2 separate regions of the Sus scrofa genome follow, and region 1 is linked to region 2. The links are chromatin contacts, called in public Hi-C maps. All regions are on one chromosome and are shown on one strand. Each heading gives the region's core, a stretch centred on a gene start, on an enhancer-like site or on the middle of the called end of the contact. The rest is flanking DNA. Distances are from core to core; before and after follow the strand shown. Region 1 holds the start of PGAM5 (serine/threonine-protein phosphatase PGAM5, mitochondrial). Region 2 holds the start of CHFR (E3 ubiquitin-protein ligase CHFR).

The links. A called contact is a pair of places that touch in the nucleus more often than the background predicts.
Region 1: a contact with region 2 is called in a Hi-C map of skeletal muscle, with 5 times the contacts expected there. The contact joins the promoter of PGAM5 here to the promoter of CHFR in region 2. A contact is called at or near these places in 1 of 47 Hi-C or Micro-C datasets (skeletal muscle) and 1 of 2 datasets of contacts at active chromatin or transcription factors (alveolar macrophages).

Annotation. Positions count from the first base shown.
Region 1 is chr14:22,777,702-22,783,108 of Sscrofa11.1, forward strand. It overlaps PGAM5 (serine/threonine-protein phosphatase PGAM5, mitochondrial), which reads right to left and starts at 3,203. Exons shown (of 6, transcript XM_021073941.1): 1 at 2,759-3,203; 2 at 1-171. The coding sequence starts at 2,949.
Region 2 is chr14:22,651,219-22,656,425 of Sscrofa11.1, forward strand. It overlaps CHFR (E3 ubiquitin-protein ligase CHFR), which reads left to right and starts at 3,244. Exons shown (of 17, transcript XM_001928455.6): 1 at 3,244-3,349; 2 at 3,512-3,655. The coding sequence starts at 3,523.

The DNA of each region.
Region 1 (5,407 bases), core at 1,953-4,452, 130 kb after region 2:
GTCAGCGTGCGGTCCTTCTCCAGGGAGGCGTCCACATGGTACTGGGAGTGCCTGATGAGGAAGATGTGCCGAGTGGCCTTGGCTTTGTAGTGGTCCAGCCTGGACGCCAGCTCTTCTTCTCCGGGTTCAAGGTTCCTCTTCCGCAGATTGACCAGGGATAGAGGTTCTCGCCTAATGTTGAAATAGGAGAGACAGTCTTTCTGACAGAGGGGTTTCCCATCTTGAGAAAGCACAAAAGCAAAGGCCTCCGTACTCCACCCCTGCCCTGAGCACATGCCACACATCCCAGAACTCAGCACCAGGCCTTCTCTGGGCCACTGGAGCAAACAGAACAATCAAAGCCCCTGTGCCACTCATGTCCTTGGGAGGAGACTGACAGTCACAGCAAGGCAACCAGTGACACGGAGAGGACAGAAGCAAGTAACAGGAAGAAGTGGCTGTGGGAGGGCAGGCAGGAAATGCCCACAGGTCGGCCCAGCAAATGGGGACACTGTGCCCAATAGAAGCCACTGATCACGTGGCTACTATAAGTCAAAATAATGGGGAAAAAATGGATAAAATAAATCTCCATTTCTCCAATCACACTAAGCACATTTTCAATACTTGGTAGCACGTGCGGTGGTGGTTATCACATTGGACAGTGAGGAAAAAACTGTTCCACTTATCGCAGGAAATGCCGAGGAGCTGATCACGGGCTGGGAGGGACAGCAGCAGCAAAGATGCTCAAAATGCCAAAGTCTGGCGCAGACAGGCACTCTGGTTGCTCCCGGCTGGGCTGGCAAAAGAATGCCCTCAGCTGAGGCAGAGTGGTGGAAGGATAAGTTTTGAGGGGAGTAATGAATTCAAGGCTTCTGCATGGGCCACTGTGCCAGCATGGTACGGCATAACTGCCAGGCACATGGGTAGGCATGTGGGAGCCTGTGGTAGAGCCAGAGAAGACATCTGGAATCTACAGGCACAGACCCAGGAAGCCTCATTCCTCAGAAGAGGCTGGAGACTTCACTGGATAAGGCTCTGGAACTTTCCAGAATGTACACCCCCCCACACCCCCAATCTAGACTTAGTAACCAAATACAGTACATCAACCTCAAACAAAGCTGGAGTCTGGCTCTACCTCAGCTAAGTCCTTTAAGCTCAGAGTGAACGTTTCCTTAAAAAGGCCCAAGAAATTCAGAAGACTATACTGATGTTTAAAAAAGAGAATATAGGAGTTCCCTAGTGGTTCAGGGGGTTAAGGATCTGGCATTGTCATGGCTGTGGCTTTAGTTACCACTGTGGTTCAGGTTTGATCTCTGGCCAGGAACTTCCACATGCTGCAGGTGCAGCAAAGAAAAACATATAAGTAAAATAAAATAAATAAGAGAATACTACCCCAGTATATAACCATGAGAAAAAGAGACAAATCCCATGTTGCAGGTGTGGCCATAAAAAGGGAAAAAAAAAAAAAAAAATCCCAATTGAGGGACATTCTACAAAATTCCTAACCAGAGCTCCTCAAAATTGTCCAGGTCACCAAAATAAGGGAAGTCTGAGAAACTGTCAAAACCAAAAGGAGCCAGGGCTGCCTGTCAGGTGGGATCCTGGAAGAGATAATGGACGATATGTAAAAACTGAGGAATCTCAAGAAAGTATGGACATCAGTTAATGATAACATGTAACTGGATCTCTGGTTGTGACAAATATTCTATATTGGGTGTGGAGTATACAGGAACTCTATTACCTTTCCAAGTTTTCTCCAAATGTAAAACTAAAATAGGTTTTTCTTAAAAATTAAAAAAAAAATACCTACGAAGTTCCTGATATGACTAACAATAAATATTAGTTCTGCACCCCACACTCAGAGTCAACTGTCAAGTAGTAAAGAACTAGGACTATGTAAACCAACCCACAACAGCCACTCCCAGACTCCAGAGCAGCGCTGTCCAATAGAAAAAGAACACTGGCAACGTATATAATTTTAAATTCCCAAGTATCCCCATTTACAAAGTAGGAAGAAACGGGAAATTTCAATAACTCACTTTATTTACTCCAATGTATCAAAATACTATCGTTTCAACCCAGTACTTTAAAATCTGCACTGCTTTGTTTTTTAATTCTAATTAACACTGAGTAAACCTAAATATTGTTTCCTGGTCACAGGTGCCACATTTCAAGTGCTCAATAAGAACAGGTGACAGCGAGCGGCCAGGCAGGGGCCCGAGACCCCGGGAAGCTCAGGTTCCTATTCAAGATGGCTGCTAGTCCTTATCCTTCTATATCTTCCCAGCAGATTCCCTTCCTTTTAAGGACCCACATCCACCTCCTTCTCAGCTGGACTGAAAACAGGGAATCATTATCTAATCTGAGGATTCCCAAGTTGAGAGAGAGGAAATAAGGAAGAGAGCCCTAAGGAAGCCCAAGCCCTCGGTCTAGGACGGCAAATAGCCACTTCGGGCTTCCCTGTGTACTGGGCACTGTCCCCGGCATCACTGTGCTAGTTCCTCAGAACGACCCTCCGGTAGACGAGCGTGCTGAGGCTCAGAAGTGGGGCCGGGCGGGACGCACGAGGAAACTGGGGCTCAGAAAAAGTCGGGGGCGGCCCACATCCACAGGCAGCCTTGCAGCCAGAACCGAAAGAGAAACCCGCACGCAAGCCGGCCTCGCCCGCCCTGCCTGCCCCTCTACCGACCCCATCGGCCGAATGTAGCCGCCAGGGCCCAGGAGGGCTCCCGCCGGCGGCCGTCTGGGGCTGCCAGGACTCCACCCGCGGACCCCGCACCTGTCCCAGTTGGGGTCCCAGACGCCGGGCCCGGGGCGCGCGGCCCCCGCCCACGCCGGCGGCTCGACCACGCGCGGCTCCGCGTCCCCGCCCGCGCGGGGCTTCCCCACCGCCACTGCGGAGAAAAGGACCGCAGCCGAGCCCCCAGCCAGGCCGCAGGCCGCCAGCTGCAGCGCCTGCCGGAACGCCATGCCGGCCAGACTCGCGCCAACCCCGCGCAGGCGCTCACGGGCGCGGACGGCACCCCGTGAGGGACACGCTTCGTCAGGCGTGCGCTTCCCGCCGGAGGGTTGCGCGGGGGTCGCCGGGAACGCCCAACCGGGCAGGGGACGACTTCCGGCATCCAAGGTGCAGCCCCCGCGGTGGGCGGTGATCCTCTAATGCTCCTCTCGGTCTGGTGCTGCAGGCCCCGGGTGCCTGCCGTTCCCGACTTCGGGTGGCGAGGGTGGCGGGTGTTCACGCGGCGTTCCAGTGGAGCCGCCTTCGGGGGTGGTACCGACTGGAGCTGGCGCGCCGTGGGGTCTGGGCGAGGGGTCAGCTCTGCAAAGAGCCCGGAGGGAACCCGTGCCCTACAGATAATTGGGGTTCTAGTGTAAGTGAACTGGGGATCTCCTACAGGTTGCTTTGGGTTTGGGGGGGTTTGTTTTTCTAGGGCATACGGAGTTTCCCAGACTTGGGGTAAAATCGGAGCTGTAGCCACCCGCGTTACACCACAGCCACAGCAACGCAAGATCCAAGCCGCGTCTGCAATCTACACCACAGCTTGTGGCAAGGCGGGATCCTTAACCCCCTGAGCGAGGCTAGGGATCAAACCCTCGTCCTCATGGATTCTAGTCCTGTTCGTTAACTGCTCAGCCACGACAGGAACTCCCGGTTGCTTTGTTTTTAAGTAGTAAAATAACACGTAACATAAAACTTAGCATCTTAACCTTTTTTTTTTTTTTTTAACTTTTTAGGGCCGCACCTGTGGCATATGGAAGTTCCCAGGCTAGAGGTCCAACCGGAGCTGTAGCTGCTGGTCTACGCCACAGCCACAGCGACACGGGATCTGATCCCTGTCCTACACCACAGCTCACCGCATTGCCAGATCCTGAACCCCATGGAGGCCAGAGATCTAACCCACATCCTCATGGATCTTAGTAGGATTCCTTAACCGCTAAGCCAGGATGGGAACTCCATCTTAACCATTTTTAGGGACACAGCTCAGTGGCATTAAGCACTTTGTCTTTGTCGTGCCATCTCCAGAACTTTTTCATCTTCTCAAACACTTAACTCCCCACTCTCCTCTGCCAGCCCTTAGCACCCACTACCCTACATTTTATGACTTTGCTCCAGGAATCTTCAGAGAAGTAGAGTCAGGAGTACTGTTGTGGTTCAGTGGGTTACAAACCCAATTAGTATCTATGAGGATGCTGTTTCCATCCCAGGCCTTGCTCAGTGGATTAAGGATCCGGCGTTGATGGAGTTCCTGTCACGGCGTAGTGGTTAACGAATCCAACTAGCAACCATGAGGTTGCGGGTTCGATCCCTAGCCTTGTTCAGTGGGTTAAGGATCTGGAGTTTCCGTGAGTTGTGGTGTAGGTCACAGTCTCGGCTTGGATCTGGTGTGGCTGTGACTGTGGTGTACGCTGGCGGCTACAGCTCTGATTCAACCCCGAGCCTGGGAACTTCCATATGCCACAGGTGCGGCCCTAAAAAGAAACAAAAAATCTCTCTGTGTAAGAGTTCCCATTGTGGCACAGCAGTAACAAGCCTGACTAGTATCCATGAGGACTCAGGTTGATTCCTGGCCTCGCTCAGTGGGTTAAGGATCTGGCATTGCCGCGAGCTGTGATGTTGGTCACAGATGAGGCTTGGATCCCATGTGGCTGTGGTGTAGGCTGGCAGTGACAGCTTTGATTGGACCCTTAGCCTGGGAACTTCTATATGCCACAGGTGTGGCCCTAAAAAGACAATGACAACAACAAAATCATTCTGGGTTTTGGAGAACAAATGTATTCCACATAAATACCCAGATGTCTGCTTAAACATGGTATCTTCAACCCATGCATTTGTCTCCTTCCAAAAGGTCACTTACAAAACTGACAGTAAAAAGTTTTAGAAAGAAAAAATTCATAAGAATGTATTTGTGTCCACAGAAGCAATAAAGCAGAGAGATCAGCTAATAAAATTTTGGAAGCTGGATATCAGATCATTATTGACTTGAAAAGATGGAATATCAGTTTCCTTCACTGTGGGAAGCCAAGAAGCAAGCCCCATTAGTTCAGTGAGTCTGGAAGAGTCTGGTGAGTTACAGGTACCAGCCCACCTCTGAGAACAGGACAGTGGGTGGGGCTACCGACTGAAAATGTGTAAGAAGTTGCCCCTTTCCATCCCCTCCATCACCGGGGTATTCAGGTGAGCCCCTCACTTCCCTCATGGCAGAAGACTAGGAGACTTTCATCCCAGAGGATCTGAACCAAAAGGACTCTGGAGTTGAGAACAACACACAGCTGAGACTGGGATGCAGTAATATGAGACTGATGTGCTACCTACTGCACTAACTAGGCACCTGGGATGTAGTAATAAAGATGAAATTCTAGGAGTTCCTGTCGTGGCTCAGTGGTTAACGAATCCGACTAGGAACCATGAGGTTACGGCTTTGATCCC
Region 2 (5,207 bases), core at 1,994-4,493:
GGCAGCCACAAATTGTTTTTATTTTCATTTTATTTTTTATGGCTGCACCCAAACATACGGAAGTTCGCAGGCTAGGGGTCAAATTGGAGCTGCAGCTGCCAGCCTACACCACAGCTCACAGCTCACAGCTGGATCCTTAACCCACTAAACAAGGCCAGGGGTTGAACCTACGTCCTCATGGATACTCTTCAGGTTAATTTCCATTGAGCCATGACAGGGACTTTAACAAATCGTTTTTATAGTCTAGAGCCCCACAGAGTTAGGTCTTTCTTTTCTTTTTTTCTTTTTTCTTTTTTTTGCTTTTTAGGGCCACACCCACAGCATAGAGGTTCCCAGGCTAGGGGTCAAATCAGAGCTACAGCTGCTGGCCTACACCACAGCCACAGCAATATCAGATTCAAGCTGCATCTGCGATCTGCATCACAGCTCTTGGCAATGCCAGATCCTTAACCCACTGAGATCAAATCTGCAACCTCATGGTTCCTATTTGAATTCATTTCTGCTGCGCCACAACATGAACTCCCCAAAGAGTTAGGCCTTCACCCTGTTGATCAGTACTCTTCAAAGTCGCAGACCAGACAATTGGACCATTGGCAACAATTTTTTTTTTGTCTTTTTGCCATTTCTTGGGCTGCTCCCACGGCATATGGAGGTTCCCAGGATAGGGGTCCAATAGGAGCTGTAGCCGCTGGCCTACGCCAGAGCCACAGCAACTCGGGATCCGAGTCAAGTCTGCGACCTACACCACAGCTCACAGCAACGGTGGATCCTTAACCCACTGAGTGAGGCCAGGAATAGAACCGGCAACCTCATGGTTCCAAGTCGGATTGGTTAACCACTGAGCCACGACGGGAACTCTGGCAACAATTTAAGAGTCCAAAGAATCAAGGTAAAGAGTTCCCTTGTGGCTCAGCAGGTTAAGGATTCAGTGTTGTCACTGCAGCACTCAGGTCTACTGATGAGACACAGGTTTGAGCCCTGGACGGAGAACTTCCACATGCTTTGGGCTCAGCCAAAAAAAAAAAAAAAAAAAAAAAAAAAGAAAATCAAGGTATTAGCCAAAGCTATGAGAGTGACCTTCAGTTCTGATCACTGAGTATTTCTGCTTTCATATCTGCATAGCTGGAGAGCCACTGAAGCCTGATGGACCCCAAAACCAAAACATGAGTGAATTAAGCCAGATTTTCAGGGAATGTCTTTGAATCAAGGATTCTTTGAACCTGAACCAGTGAATATGCTGAAGTGATGGGAAGGGGCAGAGAGGAAAAGCTTCAACCAGGGAGAAGCTGCCAGTTCTTCTTGTACAGCTGCTGGGCTATGTTCTTTTTTTTTTTTTTTTTTTTTTTTGCTTTTTTAGGGCTGCACTTGCGGCATATGTAAGTTCCTAGGCTAGGGGGAGAATTGGAACTGCATTTGCTGGCCTACGCCACAGCCACAGCCACGCCAGATCTGAGCTGCATCTGCAACCTACAATACAGCTCATGGCAATGCCAGATCTGTAACCCACTGAGTGAGGCCAGGTATTGAACCCGCATCCTCATGGATACTAGTTGGGTTCGTTACTGCTGAGCCATGAGCGGAACTCCTTGGCTATGTTCTTGAGTATAGCATTTCCATTTGAACTAAAGGCCTGATTAGCCAGGCACATAGTGTCTCCAACACCGAGTCCAATAAGGTACTGTGATTTGCTTCTTTTCTATCCAAACTAAATTTCTTTGAAGAAATTTTATTTATTTATTTACTTTTGGCCATGCCCCACAGCATGCAGAAGTTCCTGGGCCAGGGATGGAACCCACGCCACAGCTGTAACCAAAGCCTCAGCAGTGACAACACCAGATCCTTCATCTGCTGAGCCATGAGATAACTCTGAGAAATTTTAAATTCTGGTCTTTCCTATGACCTGAATCTGAGACCAGGAGAGATGTACTTTCTTCTTCTTTTTATGGCTGCACCTGTGACATGTGGAAGTTCCCAGGCTAGGGGTCAAATTGGAAACACAGCTGCAGGCCTATGCCACAGTCATGACAACACCAGATCCAAGCCACGTCTGCGACCTTCACCCCAGCTTGTGGCAAAGCCAGATCCTTAACCCAGTGAGGGGGGCCAAGGATCAAACCCACACCCTCCCACGGTGTTGGATCCTGAATGTGCTGAGCCACAATGGGAACTCAAGGAGAGATGCACTTTATGACAAAGTTGACATGGAGTTCCTGGTGTGGCTCAGCAGGTTACAAACCCTTCTAGTAGTATCCATGAGGATGTAGATTCCATCCCTGGCCTCATTCACTGGGTTAAGGATCTGGAGTTGCTATGAGCTGTGGTGTAGGTTGGCTTGGATCCCCCATTACTGTGGCTGTGGCTGTAGCATAGGCCAGCAGCTGTAGTTCCGATTCGACCCCTAGCCTGGGAAATTCCATATGCCACGGGTGCAGCCCTAAAAAGCAAAAACAAACAACAACAAAAATCACCAAATGATGCAGTTTAAATTACACAAAGGAATATACAGTGAAAGATGTCTCCCTCGCTCCTTTGGGTGCCTTCTTCCACTTCGGAGGTCTCCGTCCGATATCGTCTGGTTCCTCTCAACCGCGCAGTCATGGACCGCACAGTCCATGACTCGGCTCCTGGCCCACCCGCACCAAGTCTTCGCCCACCGTTCACTTTCAGGCGTCCAGCACTGATGATCCTAGTGCAGCCTTTTTTGGAACACACACCTTATTTCTGCTAGATTCCAAAAGGCGGAATCGCTGAGTCAAAGGAAACGTGCGTTTGAAATGAAAAGACTATGTGTGCACCGCTGCCCTCCAAGAAGCGGTCCAATTTATACTCTTACGACTGGCAACGGAGATGCTTGCACTCTCCAGAGCCCTCCCAGGACACTAGCAACATTCTGATCGCGGAGAAAGAGACATCCGAAAGTTTCTACCTGCACTTATCTCGTCGTTTGTCACATATCTATAAGCCATCTGCCCTTCCAACGCGGCTTTGAGAATTTGCTTCGGTGCCCAATACCCAAGTTACTCAGTCCCTTTTGCCCGGACTTATCATGGCGTCGACGGCAGCTACTTCCGAGATCCTCGGAGATCTAGAGGTCTCGGCCAGCATCAAAGATGTCGTCCCGGCCCCATCCTCCGGTCTGCGCACGCTCGGCTCACCTCCCCACGTCCACTCTAGATGGCCACCGCCCCTGTTCCGCTCTAGCCGCCAGGCTCGGTGGTCGCCACCGCCCGCCAATCGTAGGGCGCGGACGCCGCTGGCCCCGCCCCGCGGATCAGCTGAGGGATCAGCGATGTCTGTTGACAGCAGCGGCGGCGGCGCGGCCGGTTCCGGGTTCCGCGCGGGGCGGGGGGTAAGCGGGCTGCTGGCGCGGGCGGGACGCGGGGGAGGCCGGCGGCGCGGCCCGCAGCAGCGTGGCGGGGGCGCCGAGGCCCGGGCAGCTGCGGGAGAAGCGGCGGCCCCAGCCCCCGCCTTTGCGGCCAGAGTCTCACCCGACGTTTCCGGGGCTCGTCAGATGTGAATCCGATGGAGCGGCCCGGGGAAGGAGAGCAGCTGCCGCAGCAGCAGCCGTGGGGGAGGCTCCTCCGCCTGGGCGCCGAGGAGGGCGAGCCGCACGTCCTCCTGAGAAAGCGGGAGTGGACCATCGGGCGGAGAAAAGGTACGGGGCGGAGGTGGGATGGGAGACATGGGACGGACTGAGGACGAGTCCGGGATGGGGGCGGTGGACGGAGGCCGAGTGCTGGGGGACCCGAGCAGGGGCCAGGGCGGAGATCTGGGGCCCGAGGACGAGAGCTGGGCAGGACGGGACCCACCGCGCTGTGGGAGGCCCCTGGGCGGGGCGCTCTGAGCTTTCCAGTTTTTCCAGTGTAGTGGGCTCTCCTGTAATAGCTACCATTTATTCACTTATTGCTCTGCCCAGTCACTTCTGAGTGCTTCGTACAGATTCTTTAATCCTCGTTACAGCTATATGAAGTGGTACATTAATTTATTACGTAGAAGTCAGTGTTTTCAAGTTCATTACCACCCAACGCGTCTTCTCAGACCTTAACGGAAAAGAAATCAATAGCAGAAGGAACACTGGAAAACCCACCGATATGTGCAAAATTAAATAACACCCTTAAACAGCCATTGGGTCAAAGAAATCAAAAGGGAAATTAGACAATACTTTGAGATAAATAAAATATAACATACCAAAACTTGGGGGTTGCAGGTAAGCAGTGCTCAAGGGAAATTTATAGGTGTAGGCAGCTACATTCAAAAAAAGATCTGGGAGTTTCAGTCGTGGCTCAGCAGTACCGAACCCAACTGGTATCCGAGAGGATGCAGGTTGGATACCTGGCCTCTCTCAGTGGGTTAGGGATCCGGGGTTGCCATGAGCTGTGGCATAGGTCTCAGACGGGGCTTGGATCCCGTGTTGCCCTGGGTGTGGTGTAGACCTGTAGCTACAGCTCCTATTAGACCCCTAGCCTGGGAACTTTCATTTGCCACACTTGAGGCTAAAAAAGAAGGAAAAAAAAGGATCTTGGAGTTCCTGCTTGGCGCAGTGGGCTCTGTGGTGTCTTAGGAGCTCACTGGGTCACAGGTTCGATCCCCTGTCTGGCACAGTGGGTTAAGGATCGGGTGTTGCTGCAGCTTTGGCTTAGATCTGACTGCTACTCGGATCTGCCCCTTGCCAAGAACTCTATATGCCACGCCCAGCTCTTAGAGTAGAGCTGCTTAAATACTTGTTGATTTAAAGAACAAAGGAAGCTAAGAAGTTGAAGAAAAGTCATACAACTAGTGAGAGAAAGTGCCCTCACCCTCCAAGCTTACTGCCTCTGGACTAGAGGGGACCATCTGCTAAGTTTCCTTGTAGCTTTTCTCCTGGGAGAGAGGGGCACTGATCGGGTCAACAGAAATATTTAGTTTGTCAATAATTTATCATTCTGACTTTATACTTTTAAATGGGAGAATGAGAAAGATTACTGTTTCATATTACCCATTGTGATGTACTTGCGTGTCTTTATCGCTTGGGTTTTTTTGGAAGGCAGTCTTAAATACCAAGATCAAGTTAATTTTTTTTAACAACTGTAAAAGCATTTATATATCTTCGTTAGAAGCTTTTGGAGGTGCATTAATTGTCTTTCTTTGGTGTAAAAGGAAGTTTGGTGAAGAGCAGAAGCCCTGGAGACATACTTCTTGGGTTTCCATGGGACACCACCTCTGTAAAT